2 separate regions of the Sus scrofa genome follow, and region 2 is linked to region 1. Evidence: chromatin contacts called from public HiChIP or PLAC-seq data. All regions are on one chromosome and are shown on one strand. The core of a region is the stretch at or near the end of the contact, and the rest is flanking DNA. Distances in the headings are between cores, read along the strand shown. Region 1 holds the start of TCF3 (transcription factor E2-alpha). Region 2 holds the start of MEX3D (RNA-binding protein MEX3D).

Region 1 (6,763 bases), core at 1,504-4,003:
TGTATAGGTCAAAAACCAAGGTCACTGTGTGCCCAGGGCCAAGCTAGGACCTCAGGGACAAACCCCACCAAGGAGGAGCTAGAGGCCCTGGGCAGACCCCTCCCTCACTCTGGACCTGTTTCTCCCTCTGTAAAAGGGCAGGTTGGACTCAGTCTGTGCTGGGCAAAGAGCTGTGTGACAGGTTCCTCTGGACACTGCTCCCTGCCATGAGGGGTGCCAGTCCATCCTTTGGCATGCACCCCAACTTCCCCAGCCCCACCTGGGGCCCTTTCACCCAAACAAGTTTGAGGTCCAAATGCTGGGGGTGTTTTTGGCAGATGCTTTTTTCCTGGGGAGCCTGTAGGGCGCCGTGCATAAGGGGGGGGAAGGGAGGGTGGGACCACTCACCATGCTGAAGTCCAGGAGGTCACTGAGCTCCTTGTCCGTGCCCACGGGCGCCATCCTCTGCGGCTGGTTCATTCTCCAGCAGCAACGGGGGCCCGATGGCCAAGGGCCAGGAGGGGCTCCTCAGGCCTAGAGACAGCCCTGTGTGGTGACCCACGGCGGGTGCAGGGGCAGGAGAAGAGAAGAGGTATGAGTGCCGAAGGCTGAGGCGGACCGATGGGAGTGGAGGAGCTAAGAGCCCCTCTAGCTGCTCTGAGGCTCTGGGTCTTCCCACGCCGAGTCCCTTCCAGACCCTGGGGGTGGGGGCAAGGCGGCCAGGATTCGGGGATTTGGGCCCCTTGAGACCCCTCCCCAGAGCCCTCGGGGAATTTGAACAATGGGTGGGGGAGCGCACAGAGTTCAGATTCCCGAAACTCCCTCAGCGACCACCAGGGAATCAAGTTGCAAATTTTAAACTGGATGCGGGGCGGAGTGGTCCCTTCCCAGCTCGGGCAGAACCCGCCCCTCTTCCCCGCCACTTCTCTCATTTCCAACCACCCCCAGGCTTCCCACTGGCCCCGCCCCTGGGAAGGGGGAGGGGCGACCCCAGCCCCGCCCCAAGGGAAATTTGGTGACTCCCCCCCACCCGGCAGCTGTCAGTGCACGTTGAAGACCCAGGCACCCCCAAATTCAAGGGGAATTAAATCCACAAGTAGGACGGCAGGCAAATCCCCCTTCCCGCTCCAGGGCTAAAGGAGGGGTCCGCCCAACACAAGGACCTACCCTCACAGCTTCCCTCCACACTTCGCCTCCTCCTCCCACAAAAAACAACTGAACTCTGAAAGAAGAAAAGCCACCCTAGGTTGTTTTATTGTCACCATGTATCCGGGAATTATTTTTAAGCAACTTTAAAAACATTCCTTGCCTCCCGGCCCTGGAAGGGGGGGGGGGAGTTGTCCTAATACCAGGGTTTCCCCAACAGGGTCCCCAGGGCTCCTTTCTAGAACGGGGTGGGGGATCCACCTGCCAAGCCCCGTCCCACACCCCGATGAGGGTCTCCGTCCCACAGTCAGACAGCGAAGTCCCTCCAGCTTCTCTCCCCGGGGACCCAGAAGGGGGCGGGAGCGGCAAGCAGAAACCGAGGGGTTAGAGGGGGTTCCGAGGTTGAGGAAGACCCGACATCAGAAAAGGAGAAACCCCCGCTTTGTTTGCCAACTGGAGACGGGTGTGAAACGGATGCCCCAGAGCACCCCCTCCTCCGCGAAGCTTTTTCTTCTTTGGAGGGCGTGTGAAACTGACTTTTTTGAGGAGTACGAAACCGCACTTTTTTGTGGGGTAGCTGAAACCGATTTTAAGGCAGACCTGGGGTGGGGGAGACTGAAACAGGCTTTTCAAGGAGATCCGAGACACTTCTGGGGTATCACAAGGACTTTTGGAGACTCGAAGCGAACTCAAAAGATGTACGAAACCACTTTGGGAGAAAGAGGGGCAAGGAACTTCTCGCTCTGGGGGGAGGGGTGGGAGGAGGCCCGGGAAACCAACCCCCACCCTACCCCCCCCCAGCAGCCGGTGCGGGCGGCGCGGCCCGGGAGCCCTTTGAAGCTCGCGGCGCTGCCGCCGCCACTGCGCTGCTCGCCCCGAAGCAGCCGCCGCCCGTGCCCGCGTACCGCGGAGCAGATGCGGCCCCCGGCCAGGATTTCGGCCCCCGCCTGCAGTGGCGCGGCGCACCTTCCCCGCAGACAAAAGGACGCTCCTTCTCCCTCTCTCGCTCCCCTCCAAACTCCGGCGCCGGCCGGGCCCCCGGGGGAGGGGGCGCCCGCGGGCCCCGCGCCGCTACCCCGCCGCGAAGTTGGGCAGCCCAGCGGCGCCCCCCGCGCCCCCGCCCGGCTCCGCAAACTTTCCTCAAGTGCCGACTGGCGGGGGCGCGCGGGCCCGAGCGCGCCCTCCACGTCGCCTGCCCCCTCCGGCGCGCAAAGTTGGAGAACAATGACTTCGGCCGCGCCGCCCCCCGCCCGGCCAGCCACTGCTCGGAGTCTCCGCACCCCAGAGCGGCCCAGCCCGCCAGGCACCGAGCGGCGGAGGGTCCCGGCGCGCTCACCTGCTCGGCGCGGCCCGGCCCGCAGCGCGCGGGGGGCGGCGACATGAACGGCCCCCCCGGACAAAGGGGCGTCGCGGCCCCGAGGGGCGCGCGTGGGCGGTGGCGCGTAGCCCGGCTCCCCGCGTATCCGCTCGGCGGACCGTCCGCGGTCCGGGCACTGGCGGAGGCGACGCGAACGGAGGCCGCGGTGCCCGCCGGCCGTGTCGCTGGGCTCGGTCCGGCCCGCTACGCCCGCGGCCGCCGCCGCTGCCTCATCTTCCTGCGGCGGGAGACATGTTCCGCCCCCAACCCGCGCCCCGCCCCCTACAGGCCCCGCCCCTCATCAGCTCCGCCCCGCGTCCGCCCGCGGATCCCTCCGCCGCGGTTTGCACGCCGCCCACTGCCACACGTCCGCCCCACGCTCCCGCCGAACGCGGCAGCGGGCCCGCGGAGCCCAGCGCCTGGAGCGGGCGATCCGAAGAATCGTGGGCCAACGGCATGAGGTGGGGGCAGGGACTATCTTCCAGAGCGGAGGCGCACGTGGATTGGCCGCATAGCCGTGACGCAAGCGGGAAGGACCGAGCGATGGAAAGAGAAGGCCGAGCGGACGAGGCCAATTGGAAGGTGCGAAAGCCTGATTGGCGGGGATGCCGGCCGTTCGCAACCAGGCTCCGCCCCGCCCCGCCCTCCCCTCTGCGCGTCCGGGTAAAGAAGGAGGCGGGACTCTCCGAGCGAGAGGCCGCGAGAAGCGATGGGGGAGGTGGGGCTTGGAGTTTTATTCTCAGGTGTGCATGGCCGGCCGCACGGCCTTTTGGGCTTGGTCGTGTCTGAGTTCCTAGGTCTGGCCCCTGCTGCTGGGTCTTGCGAGCGGGCATTCCAGACTTGGAAGGAATAAATCAGACCTATTTTCCCGTGGGGTCACTGATGCAGCTCTGTTTCAGGGTCAGAAATTCCCCCCGTGGAACCCACTCTGTGCCTCTGACTTGCTGGTTGCCTTTGTCTGCCTGAGACTCAGTTTATTCGTCGATAAAATGGGATCTTGGCCTGAGTTTGGACAAGGACTTAAGACCTTCTGACTCTCACTGGTCTGTGAGAGTCACTTAGATCCCCAGTTCCCTCCCACGTCCAGAGGCTCTTCAGCTTTTGAAAACCACAGACCCTACAGGATGGAAATAATTTTTTTTTCTTTTTGCCTTTTCTAGGGCCGCTCCCATGGCATATGGAGGTTCCCAGGCTAGGGGTCTAATCAGAGCTGTAGCCGCTAGCCTGCGCCACAGCCACAGTAATGCAGGATCCAAGCTGAGTCTGTGACCTACACCACAGCTCACCGCAACGCCGGATCCTTAACCCACTGAGCAAGGCCAGGGATCGAACCCGCAACCTCGGATTTGTTTCCGCTGCACCACAACGGGAACTCCTGGAAATAATTATTATAAATGAAAATAACACACTCTGTCATGGCCCCCTGTGTCCGCAGAGAGAAAGCTACACTCCCCTCCAGGCCAGGGATGGGCTCTTGACACAGCAGCCTCCTCCTTGCTCTTCTAGAATCTGCCTGGCTCATTCCTACCTGGGAGCAAAGGCTCTTCCATCCCTTCTGGAGCCTTGAGCCAGTTCAGTTCAGTGCTGCCCTCAATCCAGGGAACAGGACTGAAAGGAAGGAAGGAAAGTGGGGATCCTGGGGGGAATGGAAGTAGAGAAGGCCCCAGGGGCAATTGGGGAGCTCAGGAGGAGCCTAATAAAGCCCCCTCCTGCCACGCCCAAACTGGGCTGACCCTCACCCTGACCCCTCCAGGGCCAGAGTGCTCCCACGTGGGACAGGTCTGGGGAGGGGAGTGAGGTTCTTGGGGTCTGGGTTCAAATCTGGCATCCCTCCCTACACCACTGGGACTTTGGGCAAGTACTTCCCACTGTCTGGGCCTCAGTTTCCCCATAAGGAAAATGGAAGGATGAAGTGAGGGATGTGTGTTCTTATCCTGTGGCCTCTTCCCCACTGGCAGACCTGGGCATCTGGTGGGAGGCCCCCTCGGCCCCTACCTTTCCCTGTGGACCAACCCTGACCTCGCAGGTCGGTGGCCTGCTCTGGCTTTCCCCTAGCCTGGGGGTTTCTTGGGGACCAGGCTGAGGCAGAGGTCCCTCAGGGTCCCCAGCCTCACTCAGGGTAGGTCAGCACCCCTTCCCCCTCCAATGCTAAGGGTATAACCCATATAGAGCTGGGGCCAGTGTTTCTGGAATTACACATCCACTGAAGGGGAGAAATGATCTGTTCATGGGCCATGCAATCATTGACCACCGACTGTGTGCCAGGCTTGGTGCCGGGCATTAGAGCACAGTGGTGACTGTGACCTGTCCAGCCCCTACCCCTTGGGCCAAGATGAGCCATCAGAGGAACCCCCCTTTTGTCCCAAACGTGTTCTTTCCATCCACATGTTTGGCTCTCAGGTCCTCACGCCTGAGTGATTAAACCCATTGTACAGATGAGGAAACTAAGGTTCCAAAAGCTCCTCTCTGGGGCCCAGTCCACCCTGGGGCTCCTCACACCTGCCAGGAGGCCCTCCTGGCACCCACAAGCCACTATTGTCTTCTCTGGGGAGGCCCAGCATGGAGCTGAGTCACTGGGAGGAGCAGCCTGTGGGGGCCCCCACTCAGCCACAACCTCTGCCCAGCCCCAAGGCCCGGGTGCACCCCACAGGGCCCTGGCACAGGGACAGGCGGCCAGGGGCCCCTTGAGGGCGGCCCACAGACCGCTTGCCCGCCCCCGCCCATCTGACTGTGGCCTTTGTTCTCTGCTGGGTGCCCGCCACTGGGCCAGGCAGGCAGGAGCCCGCTGGAGACCTGCCTCCCCTCCTGCTCCCCCCACCATCCAAGCCACACCTACTGTGTGCTGTTCCCCCCGCCCCCCGCCTCCGGCTGGGGACCCCACAGGAGGGAAAAGACCTCATTTCTGGTTGGGAAAATGGGAAAACGAATGCCAAGGTCAGGTTCCCACCGTGGAGTAAGGCAGCTGGGGACAGAACGGGGGATGGATGGCCGTGGAAAGTTCAGGAAGACCATAGGTGTGCGAGCCAAGGTTGTCCACAGAGAGAAAACAGTTGGACTTCGGATGTGGGGGCCACCCTCCTGACCTCGTTTGCGTTTGTCTCCAGTGTGGGCACCTTCTCCTGGTGTGTGAACAGACACCTCCCACTCCCCACCCCACCCAGGCTCTCCCTGCTTTTTTGAAGCCTTGGAAGAAGGGAGGGGTATTTATCACTCCAGCCAGACCTGCACAAACCATGGTCTCAGAGTGCACTCTCAGGAGGGTAGGGGACGGCTACCTCCAGAGCTGGGGACTTAGTGGCTCATGGGACTCCTGTGGAGGGGCCTGGCCCTGACCTGTCCATCCTCACCATGACGCCTACCAGGAGCTCACTCTCACTCACTCATTCATTTGTTCTCCTGGCTTCTGCAGGGCCCGCTGCTAGGGGCTGGGCCTGGGGGTCTCCCTGGATGTTGGGGGGGTGCTATTACCCTCTGCAGAGGAGGGAGGAGGTGCTGGCCATGTTGAGTATTAAGCAGATGCTGAGGCAGCAGCCCACTGGCGGCTCCCCAAGCCTGCCTTCCGTGGTGCTTGCAGCCATGAGCGAAAGGAGGGAAGGGGACCCAGGATGACTGGGTGCGGTTCCCTCACTGCAGGCTTGTCCTGGGGAGCCAGTGGGCCAGGAGGGCAGGGTAGTGGGGGCTCTCAGGGGGGCTGAACCCCCGCCTCATGCCCCCTATTGTCAGGGGACCAGAAGGGACCCCGAACCCGCCCTTCCCTGGGGTGGGTTCCCTGGGACACTGAGACTTGGGTGTGACCAGAAGCATGAATGAAGTCAGGGGGCAAAGAGCAGGGCGCACTCAGCATGTGGGCGGGGGGACAGCAGGGGCAAAGGCCCGGAGGTGGGACTGTGCTGGGAAATTAAGAAACCCATGAGGTCTTGAGGTTGGAGCCCAGAGAAGTGAAGGGGAGAGAAGCCAAGGTCAGAGAGTCCGGTCTTTGGGGGGAGGGCACCTTGGTGGGGGTCTAAGCAGGAGAGGGACGTGGTTCCACTGCTGCTATGTGGAGGCGGCTTTAGGGGCAGGAAAGGAGGTGGTCCTTCGAGGGGAGAAGGGCTGGCCGTGGGGATGAGGGAGGATGAGGGGAAGATTGGCAGGTTTAGGGGTAACGGAAGGCTATCCCTGGAGGTGGGGGTAGGGAGACAGCCACCCACAGGAAGTCCTACCAGGACAGAGGCAGGGCTTGGCCAGGAGGGGCTGCAGAAACGAATGAATGAGTAGGGACCCTAGTGTAAACTCCAGCTC
Region 2 (7,308 bases), core at 1,042-3,541, 71 kb before region 1:
AGGGCCCGTGTACCTCTGGAGTCTGCCACCAGTAAGAACCCAGGCTGGCACCCCATAACCAGGTGCCAAACACACATGAAGGAGGACAGGGTGGAGCCTGATGACCCAGCCACCAGACTCCTGGGCCCTCTGCCTGACCCCTGCCACTTGGGTGGCTGAGGCCACTCTGCCTGCTTGGGTGCCACAACACGTGCATTCTCACAGAACTCACCCTCAGGCTCCACCTCCCAGCAGACCAGCCTAGTGACCTTGGGCAGCAGCCCCCAGGCCTCAGCCTCCACATCTGCCCCAAAACAGGCTCTTGGACACTCAGCACAGGGCAGCAGTCTTGTCACATGTCCCAGTGCAATTGCAGGGGACAGGGGCAGGGAGGGAGTATCCTGAACAGGAAGGTGTTAAGAGGGTGGCAGAGGACCAGGCATGGTCTTGCTCAGAGAACAGTTTACCTGTTCCTCTCACTCCTAAGAGCACATCCCTCGACCCAGCACCACGCCTGGCTCTCCTGTGTCCACATGTGGGGAGGACAAATGAATGACTGGATGTACCTGCCTCCAAAGCCAGAGGACTGGCCGGCTCTACAGCCCCACCCACCTGGAACTAGTAGAGGGCAGTGTCCGGGGCATCCCCCTGGTCCCCTGCCTGTGGCCACTAGGGTGACAGGTCACCTTGCAATTCAGGCCCCCTGCACTGTTCTTTAGCTCCTATTACTCAGGGCCCAGAAGCCTGGACCCTTAGCCCTACCTTAAGCCCCGCCCAGGCCACACCCCATGTTCTAGAACCTGGCTGACCAGCAGGGAGCCACAAGGGGGGGGCAGGAAGGCAGGAGAAAGTTGAGGTTGGTGGGCAGGCAGCTAACAGGGTGGGTGGGTGTGTGCTGGGCTGGGCACTGCCCACCACCCTCCGGCCCGCCCGCCCCACAGCTCCAGGGCCAATGAGCGGCCGCCGGCCTGATGTCACCCTGCAAATCTCAGCCTGGCTCTCTAACAAAGAGAACAATGGGGCGGCCACTGGGACGCTCAACAGTGCTGCTCTGGGACCCCGAGACCCTGGCCCCGCTGCTAGCCACCTGGGCAGGGAGGGCTGTGGTCCTGGACCTCAAAAGAGACTTCCAGGGGGTCTTGTGCATCCCCCAAATCCCTGCTGGGGACGGAAAGCAGGGTAGAGATTCTCTCATCCAATCCTGCCCCTGCCCCCAGAAGGATGCCCAGACCGGCAAGTCCCCTTGTACACTCTTTGTGAGCCAAACTTCACTCCTGACCCTGCCTAAGCGCCCCTGCTCCAACCACCCCCTCCACTAAACCCGAGTGAACCCGCCCCGTGCCAGTTTTGGGTGTGGAGCTCCCAATGCCCAGCCCAGCCCCCTTATCCCTTGGATGCGACCGCCCGGGGCCCAGGGCCGTGCAGGGAGCTGCACGCTGGGGCCTTTCCAGGCTGGAGGCGCCCAGACAAAGGCGGTATCGGGGCTGGAGCCTCGAGGGGGAGGAGCAGGGGCTGCGCCCAACTTTCTCCCTCGGCCAGCGGCAGGACAAAGGCGCATAAGCGGTCACTGAGGCCCGAGTCCACGCGGGGCGTGGCTGGGATCTGGCGTCCAGCCGCGGGCTGGACTGGGCGGCCCCTCCTGGGGTGAGCCGCGCAGGGACCCCCGGGGGCGGCGCCCCCGACGGCGGCCACTCACCCTGGCGACCCACGATCTCAGCGACGTGCTCGGAGCTCGGCACGGGCACACACTCGGTCATGTTCACGCTCTTCTTGCGGCTGCCGATCACGCTCATCTGCTCGGCCAGCAGCGTCGGGGGGCCCAGGGCCGCGGGGTGGGGCGCGAAGCCCGCGAACACGTCGGGCGGCGACGGCCGAGGGCTCACGTCGGGCTCCAGCAGCGGCAGCGGGCCGGGGGCCACGGCCACTCCGGGAGCGCCCGTCTCGGGCCCGTCGGGGGGCGCGGGTTCCGCCTCGGTCCCGCCGTCTGTGCCCCCGCCCGCAGCCGCCGCACCGTCCCCGCCGCCCGCGGCCGCCCCCTCCTCGTCCTGGTCACCCGCGCCCCCCAGCCCCAGCTCCGAGAGCTGGTCCAGGGCCAGGCGCAACGCTGCAGCCGCGTCGTCGGGCTCGGGCGGCGGCCGGGGCGCGGGCGCGGCCTCCTCAGCACCCTCGGGCGGGGGCGGCAGGGGGGCCGGGCTGGGGTCCGCGCCGACCGCCGCCCCGGGCCCGCCACCGCGCGCGCCCCCGCCGCCGTCGGGCTGGCCGGTGGAGCTGGGCATGGCGGCGCTAGCGCTCGGGCCCGCGCTCCCGCCTCTCGGCCGCCGGCCGCCCCCGCCGCCGCCGCCGCCCGCGCCGCCGCCCTCCGCCTCTGGGAGCTCGGCCGCCGGCCGCCGGCATCCAGCGGCGGGGCGGGGCGGCGGCGGGGCTGCTCGGGCGCGGGCGGCGGCGGCGCGGCGCGGCTCTGCTTGCTCCTCGGCGGCGGCGGCTCGTCGGCGGCGGCGGCGGCGCGGACGCTCCTTTCCTCCGCCCTCCCGCCGCCTCCCTCCGGCCGCCGGCCGCCCCGCCCCGGCCCCGCCCCCGTGACGCGGCTGCCGCCAACAATGGGGCGCCGGGCAGGGCGCACGCGCGGGGCGGGAGGGGCGGTCACGTGGCGCGGCCACCCCTGCCGCGGGCGCTCAGACAGCCCGGGCGCGCAGGCACGTGCGCCCGCGGCCGCAGGTAAGTGCCCGCGGCTGCCTGGGCCCTCCGGGCGCGAAGGCGCCCCGCCTCAGTCCCCGCCCCATGGCCGAGGTCCATCACCCGAGGCCCCTCGCGCCCGGGCTGTGCTACGGACTCTGGCCCCTTTCCCCAGCGCGGTCTCCGTAGGCATCTAGCCTCAGGGGCCTCCCAGAGAGGTCACAGGCACCTAAATCCCCCAGTCCGGGAGTGTGCCCCGAGCCTAGATTGCAGCACGAGCTGGTGCTTCCTGGCTTGGGCTGGTTTCGACTGGCCAGAGCCCTCGGACTTGAGCACCTCCCTCTGATGAGCAGCCCAGTGTGCCCACCTCTAAATGCAGCCTGTCCCAGCAGCCCTTCAGCCAGCGGCCCTTCAGTCCCTTCTTTCCTTGGGGCAAAGGAATGATAGTCTGGTTCCCCTTATGGGATTTCTTTTGGTAAACGGATGGTCTGGGAGTAGGATGGACCCTGCCTCCTCCCAGTCTCCCAGGGAACCCTTGCCTCAATCCCAGCTTGTCTGCAGAACCTCAGGCCAATTGCATGGGCTCTCTGGGTGGAAAAGGGGATGTCCTGCCCCTTTTTTCCAGCACTGGCCTCTCCTCTGGGTCTACTGACATCCTTACCCAACCTGCGTACCCCTCTCGATCCCATGTAGTCTTTTGGCCACAGCTGTCAACTGATGGTCCTTCACCTCATCCACCGCTTCTCTTCTGGCACTGTCTTCCCTGGCAGGTGCCCCTCCTTCCATGGAAGCTTTCAGTCCTCTGCCTTGGTCCCTGTTCCTGGAACCCTCCCTCCCCCTAATGTCTTTCCTGACTTTCAGGCCACATTTAGCCCAGTTCCTGTGACAGGCCTGAGGTCCTCAAATTAGCTTTGCATACTGCAGAATGCACTCCAGCAAAATGAGGGAAAAAGTAAATGAAGAAACCTTCCTGCTACCACAGGAAGGTGAGGAAGGTGGGGCTGGGGGATCACTCAGGGGGGCTGACTGTAGCTACCGGGGTGTGGGGGGAGCCGGCCATCAGGAGCAAAGACAACTTTTTTTTTTTAAGTCACCTGTGGCATATGGAGGTTCCCAGGCTAGGGGGTGAATCGGAGCTACAGCTGCCGGCCTACACCACAGGTCACAGCAATGCCCAATCCTTACACCACTGAGCCAGGCCAGGGATTGAACCCGAAACCTCATGGTTCCTAGTCAGATTTGTTTTTGCTGCACCATGACAGGAACTCCCAAGACAATGATTTTAAAAGGAGGCTGTCAGGCAACAAATGGACAGGAGTGAAGACAGAAAGGGGAGGACTGGGCCTCCAGAGTTTTGTTTCAACGTGCAGTTGGGGATATGTGGACACTGACCTGTTGGATGTTTGTATGTATTTGTTCATGATGACCCTATGGTGATGCTCTTTGAAAGTCCTTTTACACTGACCTCTATAAGTGATTTTCACAGTGAAGAATATTTCAGAGGGGCAGAAGATGATGCCTGAGTGGGCACTAAAATGCACCAGAAATAAGATGGAGGGAAGGATGAACAGACCAGGGTGAACTACAAATGAAGTGGCAGTGCTAGACCCCAAGGCACAGCTCCGCCCTGGGCCCTTGGACATTCAGGGCCAAGTCATTCTCTGGGGGCTTTCCAGGCACTGTGGGGTGTGGAGCAGCCTCCCTGACTCCCACCCCCTCAATGCCAGGAGTCCCTTCTCCCCCAGACTCTGTTTTAGTTTTCTGTGGTCTTAACAAGTTAGCACACATGGGGGTACTTAAAACACCAATTCATTTCCCCATTTGGGAAACTTGAAGTCCAAAATCATGGTGTTGCCTAGTCAGGGCTGTTTTTTTTTTTTTTTTTTTTTGGCTGTGCCTGTGGCATGCAGAAGTTTCCCAGGTCAGGGATCGAACTGGCACCACAGCAGCAACCAGAGCCCCAGCAGTGACAACGTTGGAACTTTAACCACCAGGCCACCAGGGAACTCCAGGGCTGTTCTCTCTGAGGGTTCCAGTGGGGGGGATCCTTCCTGCCTCTTCCAGCTTTTGTGGGCTGCCTGCAACCCTTGGTGTCCCTTGGTCTGTGGCCACATCATGCCAGTCTTGGCTTCCGTGCCATATGGCTTTCATCTCCCTGTGTGTGTGTCCTTTCCTCTTATAAGGGCACCAGCTATTGCATTCAGGGCCACTTTATTCCAGTGTGACCTCATCTTAACCAGTGACATCTGCAAAGGCCCTATTTTTACACAAGGTCACATCACATCCTCAGGTTTAGGGATGGGTACATGAACATATCTGGGGGGGGGTATGCAACACACCACAGCTCCTCAGATGTGACAGCCCCAAATGTCCTCAGACATGTCCCCCGGGTGCAGAACCACCCAGCTGAGATCCACCTCCCCCATGTCATGTTTCCCTAGTGAGTGTAGGCGGTGGGCAGAGATGGTCACTTAACAATCAACCCTGCTCTGGGTGTGCTTATTCTAAGACAGTGTTGGAATGAAACACCAAGGGAGGTGGGATCTGGAGCGGTGTGGTTGGGAGGTAACCAGGACCCTGGCACCATGCTGAGGCCAGGTATTGGCACCTGTGGACTTCATGAGTCTATTTGGTGTATCTCAAAACCTTCCACAATAAAAATATTTAACTTAAAAAAAATTCCTATGAGAGATTCATTTGGAAATTTCTGTCGATGAAAACAGCATCAAAATCCCCCTGGGTGGGGAGTAGGTGGACAGGGAGAGGAGCAAGATGGCAGGGCTTGCGAGCAGCCTGCTGGGGGCACCTGGGATTCTGCTTTATCTTCTCTTTACTTCTGCATAGATTTAAAGTCTAAAGGAGGCAACCATCAGTGTCAGGAAAGATGTGTCCTCAAGGAAGATGAATAAACAAATGTGGTCTCTCCACACATGGGAGCATCACTCAGCCTGAAAAGGAGAAGCCCCAACACTCGCTACCACGTGGATGAACCTGGAGACTATGATGCTCAGTGAGAGAAGCAGACAAAGAAGGACACACAGTGTGTGACTCCATGGGAAACGTCTAGAACAGGCACATCCACAGACACAGAGGACGGGTTCCTGGTTGTCAGGGGCTGGGGAGGAGAATGAAAAGCAAGCAGAAGAAGCAGAGGGACTGGGGGAAAGCTGCGCAAATCCATTTAGAGGCATAGAGGAAAATGCCAGGAGCAGCCACCAAAACCATTGAAATCCTGGGTTTGGGGAGCATAGGGCTGGGCCTGGCTCTCTTCCACCATGGGGACTTTAGTGATACTTGACCTTTTTTGAGTTTTAGCTATACCCAAAAAGCACAACACTGTGATGAAGATGGCTACGGCCAGCAAGGCCTGGCAGGAGCCTGGCTCTGAGCTTAGCCCCCCTGTGCCCTTCCAGTGGTGCCCAACGTGGAGTGGCAGTGGTGCCTCTTTCGAGGTCACATTTTGAGAGAGTAAGAAATAGTCAAGGGGGAGTTCCCTGATGGCCCAGTGTTAAGGACCTGGCATTGTCACTGCAGTGACTTGGGTGGCCACTAGGACGCGGGCTCAGTGTAACCATCATCACTATCAAGTCTAGAACATTGTCATCAGCCAAAAAAAGAAACCCAGTACACTTGAGCCATTACCCCCAAACCTCCTACTGCTCCAGCCCCTGGCAACCACTGACCCATGGATTTACCTGTTCCTGACATCTCCCAAGCATGGACTCACATGCTCTGCAGGCATATCCGTCAGGCCTCTCCAGAGAAACAGAGATAACAGGTTATATGTAGACATTTATGAGAGACATATCAGGAATGGGCCAAGCGGTTATGGAAGCCGTGTGATTAGTCCCTGGCCAAGGGCCTGAGAGCCAGGAAGCTCCAGCGCGTGAGGCCGGAAAGGAGGGACAGCCCAGTTCAAAAAAAGAGAGAATTTGCCCTTCTGCTGCCTTTTTGCTCCATCTGGGCCCCTGAAGGGTCAGATGATGCCCAAGTTAGTGAGGATGGATCTCTACTCGGTCTACGGAATCAAATGCTCATTTTTTTCTAGAAATGTTTTACCAGTTATCTGGACATCTCTTAACCCAGTCAGGCTGACACCTAATTACCACGGCAGCATGTTTCTGTCTGCTTCTTGCACTGTGTTCTCAGGGTCCATCCATGGGGTAGTGAGGTCAGTGCTTCTCTCCTCTTCGAGGCTGATGCTCCATATATCGAAGGGTTGAATTTTCTGTATGGATTCATCTGTTGATAGACACTTCGGTAATCACTTTTTGAGCCCCTTAAGCCTTTCCTCTTTCGTTTTTTTTTTTTTTTTTTTTTTTTTTTTTATCTGTGGCACATGGAAGTTCCCAGGCTAGGGGTCGAATCAGAGCTGGAGCTGCCAGTCTACACCACAGCCACATCAGATCGGAGCATCTGTGACCTACACTACAGCTCACAGCAATGCCAGACCCTTAACCCACTGAGTGAGGTCAGGGGTCAAACCCACATCCTCATGGATACTAGTAAGGTTCATTACCGCTAAGTCACAGTGGGAACTCCCAAGCCCCTTAGGTCTTGACAAAACTTACCTGAACTTGCGGGTGTGTTGCCCCTGCCAAGGCTCAGAATCCCTGTTGTGGAAAGGTGTGATGTTTGTTCTCTATCCACTCTGTT

What was found. HiChIP or PLAC-seq counts read pairs in DNA pulled down with a chosen protein or histone mark.
Region 2: a contact with region 1 is called in an H3K27ac HiChIP or PLAC-seq map of alveolar macrophages. The contact joins the promoter of MEX3D here to the promoter of TCF3 in region 1. A contact is called at or near these places in 4 of 47 Hi-C or Micro-C datasets (embryonic fibroblasts, heart right ventricle and liver) and 1 of 2 datasets of contacts at active chromatin or transcription factors (alveolar macrophages).

The regions. Positions count from the first base shown.
Region 1 is chr2:76,855,069-76,861,831 of Sscrofa11.1, reverse strand. TCF3 (transcription factor E2-alpha) reads right to left here and starts at 2,753. Exons shown (of 21, transcript XM_021084225.1): 1 at 2,462-2,753; 2 at 388-525. The coding sequence starts at 459.
Region 2 is chr2:76,924,566-76,931,873 of Sscrofa11.1, reverse strand. It overlaps MEX3D (RNA-binding protein MEX3D), which reads right to left and starts at 2,291. Exons shown (of 2, transcript XM_013994841.2): 1 at 1,676-2,291. The coding sequence starts at 2,255.